Linked DNA regions of Sus scrofa: region 2 is linked to region 1. A link is a contact called in public HiChIP or PLAC-seq data. All regions are on one chromosome and are shown on one strand. Each heading gives the region's core, a stretch centred on a gene start, on an enhancer-like site or on the middle of the called end of the contact. The rest is flanking DNA. Distances are from core to core; before and after follow the strand shown.

Region 1 (2,838 bases), core at 104-2,603:
GGCTAGGGGTCTAATCGGAGCTGTAGCTACCGGTCTACACCAGAGCCATAGCAATGCAGGATCCGAGCCGCATCTGCGACCTACACCCCAGCTCATGGCAACACCAGATCCTTAACCAGCTGAGCAAGGTCAGGGATCCAACTCGCAACCTCATGGTTCCTAGTCAGATTCGTTTCCACTATGCCACTACTGGAACTCTGTAGGACTGCATTATTCTTTATGGTGAAGGGCTGCCTCTGGGATCACAGCCTGTGGATATCAGCGGAGGGAAGCTGCTGAGATGAAATCTGTCAGTAAAGAATAGAACTGTGAGAAATAGTCCCTTTTCCAGGCACTGAACAAAGTCATGTTGAGTGATACTATGAAGTGGTTTGGTATGACAAGTGATTTTCTTAATTCGAATGAATATTCATGTTTCAAAGACAAAAAAAAAATCTACAGAAGACAGGCAGCCTTAAAAAAGAACCCATCTAGTTGACATTTTTCAGTCCTGGCACTCTTCAACATTTAAGTTTTTGTGTTCTGAGGCTCATTCTAATTTAGTTATTTGGAAGTCAAAATGACTTTTCTTATAGTCACAGTGATATAAAAGAGGTTGCCAGGCTTGCTATTTGGAACATCGCATTTTGAACTGGAAGATTACTTAATGCACTTGTTTAATGAAAATGCACTTTTACAGATTCAAAAACTCTGTTATGGCTGTAGCTGTTATACCACACTGCCTTTTCTGTCTTTCTTTCTTTTTTTCTTTTTATGGCCATACCTGCGGCACATGTAAGTTCCCAAGGCTGGGGTCAAATCGGAGTCACAACTGAGGCCTACGCCACAGCCGCAGTAACGCCAGATCTGATGTGTGTCAGCAACCTACACCATAGCTCACAGCAATGCCAGATCCTTAATCTACCGAGCAAGCCCAAGGATCAAACCTACATCCTCACAGAGAGAATGTGGGGTTCTTAACCCTCTGAGCCACAAGACCTCCCCACGGTGCCTTCTTACCACGTCATTGGAAAGGACCAATGAGTCCAAACTCAGGGTCCTGGGACTGTGTCCTAGTTGGTTGAATAGAGATTCAACCCTCCTTTTATTTGATTTTCCCTTTCTCTTTGCCTCTGCAGTTAATATCTGTGATGACCTGGCAGGGTATAAGCAGAGTCCTAGGGATGGGGCAGTGTGAGCAGTGTAGGAGTCAAGACTGGGCAGAGGTAAGATCAGCAGAGGCTAAGGGAAAAGGAAGCTTCAGTGAAGCTCCAAATTTCTCCTTTGCTGCCAGCCTCGGGGACTTAGGAAAACATGTGAGCAGATTGCCCTGAGGAGCAGGAGGTTACGAGGCAAAGCCAAAAGTGAGGCCCATTGCCAGTTATTAGTGGGTGGAGAGGGATGAGGTGTCAATCAGAAGCAAAGGGCTGGGAGGGCAGCCCGGGCTGGAGGAACTGGGCTTGGAGAGAAATGGATGCGTCAAGGTCAGACAGGGCCAGGACTCGTTTTTCAACTGCTATTTATTAATAGTGGTCTTAGGCCACTCCAAGAAGTCAAAATTTTAGAAGGAATAGTTTAGGGCAGTGTATCAGACATGCAGCCATTAAAGGTCAACTTCTCAAAAAAAGAAATTTTATTTTTCTGAAGGTATCAAGAGTTAGTTGTGTTCATTCTCTTGTTTTCAGACTCAAATTCTGAGTTCAAATTCTCCTTCTACCCCTTAATGGTTATGTGAACTTCATCCCAGCTTTCTCATCTTTATAATCTTTATACCAGGAATTGGAGGTATAATAATTAGTATTGTCTGGCATTGTTACAAAGATTAAATGCATGGAAAATGCTTAATACAATGTCTGGCACATACATGTACTCAATAAATATAAGCTATTCTTATTTAGACAATTCTTTACTGACCTATAATTTTTCAGTACTATTCACGGTTACTTTCTGAGATCCTGTGACCTCTACTTCTGACATGTAAGAATGGGTAAAGCTTGAGCCTTGGGTCATTTTCATATTTAGGGCACACTCCGGAATGTGGCTCAGAACTTATCATCCCATGAAAATAGACCATTTTTAATGTATTCCTTCTCTGCAGAATAGAAGAGTAAGATTCTCAGTAGTAGGTATACTCAAGAGTTGCATGGTGATTTCAGGAACCTAATTCTGTTTAGACTTAGCCCTCCTTTTTGTTCGCTCCCCAAGAAAAAGTATTATTCAAGTGAGACTTCATTCCAGTTGCTTCATTTGATTAAATGTCTTAATTTGCTCCTTCTTATACTTTTTCACTCTCTTCATAGCTCTAAGACCAGCTTTTGGTAGAATCAAAAAAATTTTAATGTGTACTGCTTTATGATTCTTTTAACCTGATATTATTTTTTTCCTTAAGATATGTTGATGAATGTTAATTTAAGCCAGTAATATAAAAGCAATCATGCTGGATTCTGGTGAAGTATTACAGTTGAGAAGCCTGACCAATGAAAGTTTTACCCTAGAGAGTAGAAATAATTAGATTAATTGTGTGCTTTTCCTTGCTATAATTCCCTTTAATAGGTAAAATTTCTGCACTTTACTTTGAACTCTCTGTTGATTCATTTCAGGAAAGTTTGGAATATTAAATTTTCAAAGTGGAATATTAAAATACTTTATGAAGTTTCCTTACATTTTGGGTGAAATTATACTTTAAAAAATAAGTAGCCTCTAAACTTCACACATATCTAAATAGACGAAACTAATTTTTATGTGATTTTTTAAAATACACTTGAAATCATCATGCTTTGGGAGTTTCCATCTTGGCTCGGTGTAAACGAACCTGACTAGCATCCACGAGGATGCAGGTTTGATCCCTGGCCTCACTCA
Region 2 (2,838 bases), core at 106-2,605, 280 kb before region 1:
CCATCCTCTCTTGCAGTTCTACATTTTGAAGACATTATGAAGGTGCAGTCTAAAATTTTTATATGTTATAAGCTTTGTGTGTTTCCTTTTGAGCTATCAGGACATCATAATGCAGACTGGAAGTGGACTAATGTCCCAGATCTATGAGACTAATGTTCAGGTATCATAGATCTGTTATTATAGTTGGATTGCTGTTCATACATTCTCAAAAGAGGTGATGAACCAATCCTGGGATTTGCCAAAAATCAAGGTGGAAATTGCCAGCCTGGGTGCAGCTTCCCAGTGGGTGACTTTAGTGAACTCGAAGGTCATTCTGCATGGATTTGAATTCTGTGTACGATATACTTAATTTCTCCGTGACTCAGTTTTCTTATCTGTAAAAATGGGAATAATGACTTTACCTATCCATTGTATTCGATATTATAATTAACCTAGAGGTGAGTTAAAGTATTCTCGAGGATTATAGGTAATTTATATGTAAATGCTATGCCATTTTATATAAGGAATTTGAGCGTACACAGATTGTGGTGTCCAAGGGCAGGGTGGGTTGGCCTGCCTGGAACTAATCCCCTCTCAGGTACTTAGGGTCGACTGTACAGGGTACAGCAGAGGAGCCAGAGGAGAGAACCAGAGAAGGGACTGTGTGAACAGTGGTGTGGAGGTGACATTGGGTAAGGCTTGTTTGAGGGGTGGAGAGGCCATCTGAAAGGAGAAAGTGGTTTTTGTTGGACTTTTGTAGGGAATAAATTTGGACAGATCAGCAGAGCCTGGATTTTTAAGAGTCTTTAATATTTAGTTAAAGGGTTATATATACTTTGGCTAGTCAAGGGGATAGGTGGAGAATATCAGAATTTCAAAGGGTAAAGTGTATCTAGAAGAAAGGTTTCTTTTACAAGAAAAGCAAAGATAACCAAATTCAGGACCAGCTTATATACTCTTGTGTTCCCCCCTCCACCCTCCCTGTTTCTCTTTCCTTTCTCTCTTCCTCTCAACTTCTGAAGGCAGGTGTGGAGCCAATAAATAATCATTTATCAGATGAGCAACAGCATCAAAATAGCGTTTAACAAAATTAAGTTGGTGGCAATGTAAAATGAATTGAAGATGGGAGACGGAAGGCACTTGTAGAAATTCTAGGCTTAGGCAATGAAAGTTTTTATGCTGGAATTGTTAGATCCTTACGTGGGGGAGTTAAGATAAAGCAGCTTGTTTTGTGGAGGACACTAAGGTGACTGGTTTAGGCCTGGGGAACCTGATTGGGGAGCTTGATTTCTCTCAGGAATGTGAGTTCCTGGCTGTGAATACAGAGCTGGAGTTTGGGAGACAGGTGAAAACTAAATATAGAGATATGAGGATGGACGAATGGATGGGTTGATTTACTTATCCAGTCAGCAGTGTTCCAGGCACGGAGCTGGAACTGTCAGAATGGAGGAAACAGTCGGAATGGCTGTAAGCATAAAGTCTTGGTTGTGTGTGGCTTCAGAGGATCAGGGAGAAGTCAGAGGCTGTGACATCTGAGAGAAGGAAAAGGTGGAGACAGTGAAAGAGAAAGAGGAGAATGTGGAAGGAAGATCATAGCTGAAACCCCAAAACCTGCAGAACGCGTCTCAGGACTTAGTAAAGTATAGGTTCTTCTCTCTTACTACAGAAAGAATTCGGAGAGAGACAGAGTGACAGGTAGGGAAAGAGTTTGTTAATGTAAGGCTCTTGTGAGAAATATAAGCAGGCGGGCAAGAGAGCACCACAGCCTGGGAACTTAGAGGGTTATGGTTATATAATCAAAAGAAGAATGGGGAGGTGGGGCAGACCACCTTCTTCCTCATTCTTGAGTAGACTTCCATCATCAGTGCCTCCCCCAGTTTGGCAGGGGAGTTTTCTTGTCCCTACATGGTCAAGCTGAGACTGTCATGGTACAATGGATATGAGCAAAAGGCAGTAATGTATTAAATATGCTCAATCCTCTCAGGTTTCAGTATGATGTTACCTTTTCCTATACTTTTGTTTTTGGTGTGTGCAGAAGAACATGTCTTAGGAGTCATTAACTTACTAACTGGGCAAGATGTGGGTCTCAGTCAACCATTGGTTTATTGTTATGGGGCATGTCTCATGCTTCTGTTCCATGGTTTGTTGATAAGCAAATTTGCTTGGTTTTGTTGTTAAGCAAGCTTGCTTCCTTGAGTAATCATTAATTTACAGGGTTCTCCCATATTTTTTTTCCCCTCCTTATAATCCCCTAGTGGGAATAACTGTGTTTTTTTTTGTTTGTTTTTTTTTTGTTTTGTTTTGTTTTTTTGTTTTTTTTGCTATTTCTCTGGGCCGCTTCCGCGGCATATGGAGGTTCCCAGGCTAGGGGTCTAATCGGAGCTGTAGCCGCTGGCCTACGCCAGAGCCACAGCAACTCAGGATCTGAGCCGCGTCTGCAACCTACACCACAGCTCACGGCAACGCCAGATCGTTAACCCACTGAGCAAGGGCAGGGACCGAACCCGCAACCTCATGGTTCCTAGTCGGATTCGTTAACCACTGCACCATGACGGGAACTCCGGAATAACTGTTTATCACCTACTTAGGCCCTTGACTCTGTCCCTACCACAGTCATCACAGTAAAGCAGAATACAAAGCTTTTCCATTGAGGTGAGAATCTGAGGAAGAAGGGATTTGGGCAGTGCCAGATGCTACAGCAAGCAAGAAGCTTCCAACGGAGAATTCCAGCTGGTGGACTGGATGATTGGAATGCCCTGGTTACCCAGCAGGAGTGTTGAAAGGAAGGGAAGAGGAAGTGTCTTTTTTAGTGGGGGTAGGAGGAGGAGAGTTCTTAGGGGAAGGCATTGCAATTGTTCA

What was found. HiChIP or PLAC-seq counts read pairs in DNA pulled down with a chosen protein or histone mark.
Region 2: an H3K27ac HiChIP or PLAC-seq map of skeletal muscle shows a contact between it and region 1. The contact joins two enhancer-like sites. A contact is called at or near these places in 2 of 2 datasets of contacts at active chromatin or transcription factors (alveolar macrophages and skeletal muscle).

What each region holds. Positions count from the first base shown.
Region 1 is chr13:109,744,851-109,747,688 of Sscrofa11.1, reverse strand. All of the region lies in intron 10 of TNIK (TRAF2 and NCK-interacting protein kinase), which reads left to right. Among named protein-coding and RNA genes, the nearest start is that of SLC2A2, 130 kb to the right of the region's middle. Within about 2 kb of position 1,353, at least 1 of the 83 cell types and tissues checked has an H3K27ac peak or open chromatin away from gene starts, as enhancers often do. A contact at or near this core is called in skeletal muscle, where this site is marked.
Region 2 is chr13:110,023,593-110,026,430 of Sscrofa11.1, reverse strand. The region is part of intron 1 of TNIK (TRAF2 and NCK-interacting protein kinase); the gene reads left to right. Among named protein-coding and RNA genes, the nearest start is that of TNIK, 27 kb to the left of the region's middle. Within about 2 kb of position 1,355, at least 5 of the 83 cell types and tissues checked have an H3K27ac peak or open chromatin away from gene starts, as enhancers often do. A contact at or near this core is called in skeletal muscle, where this site is marked.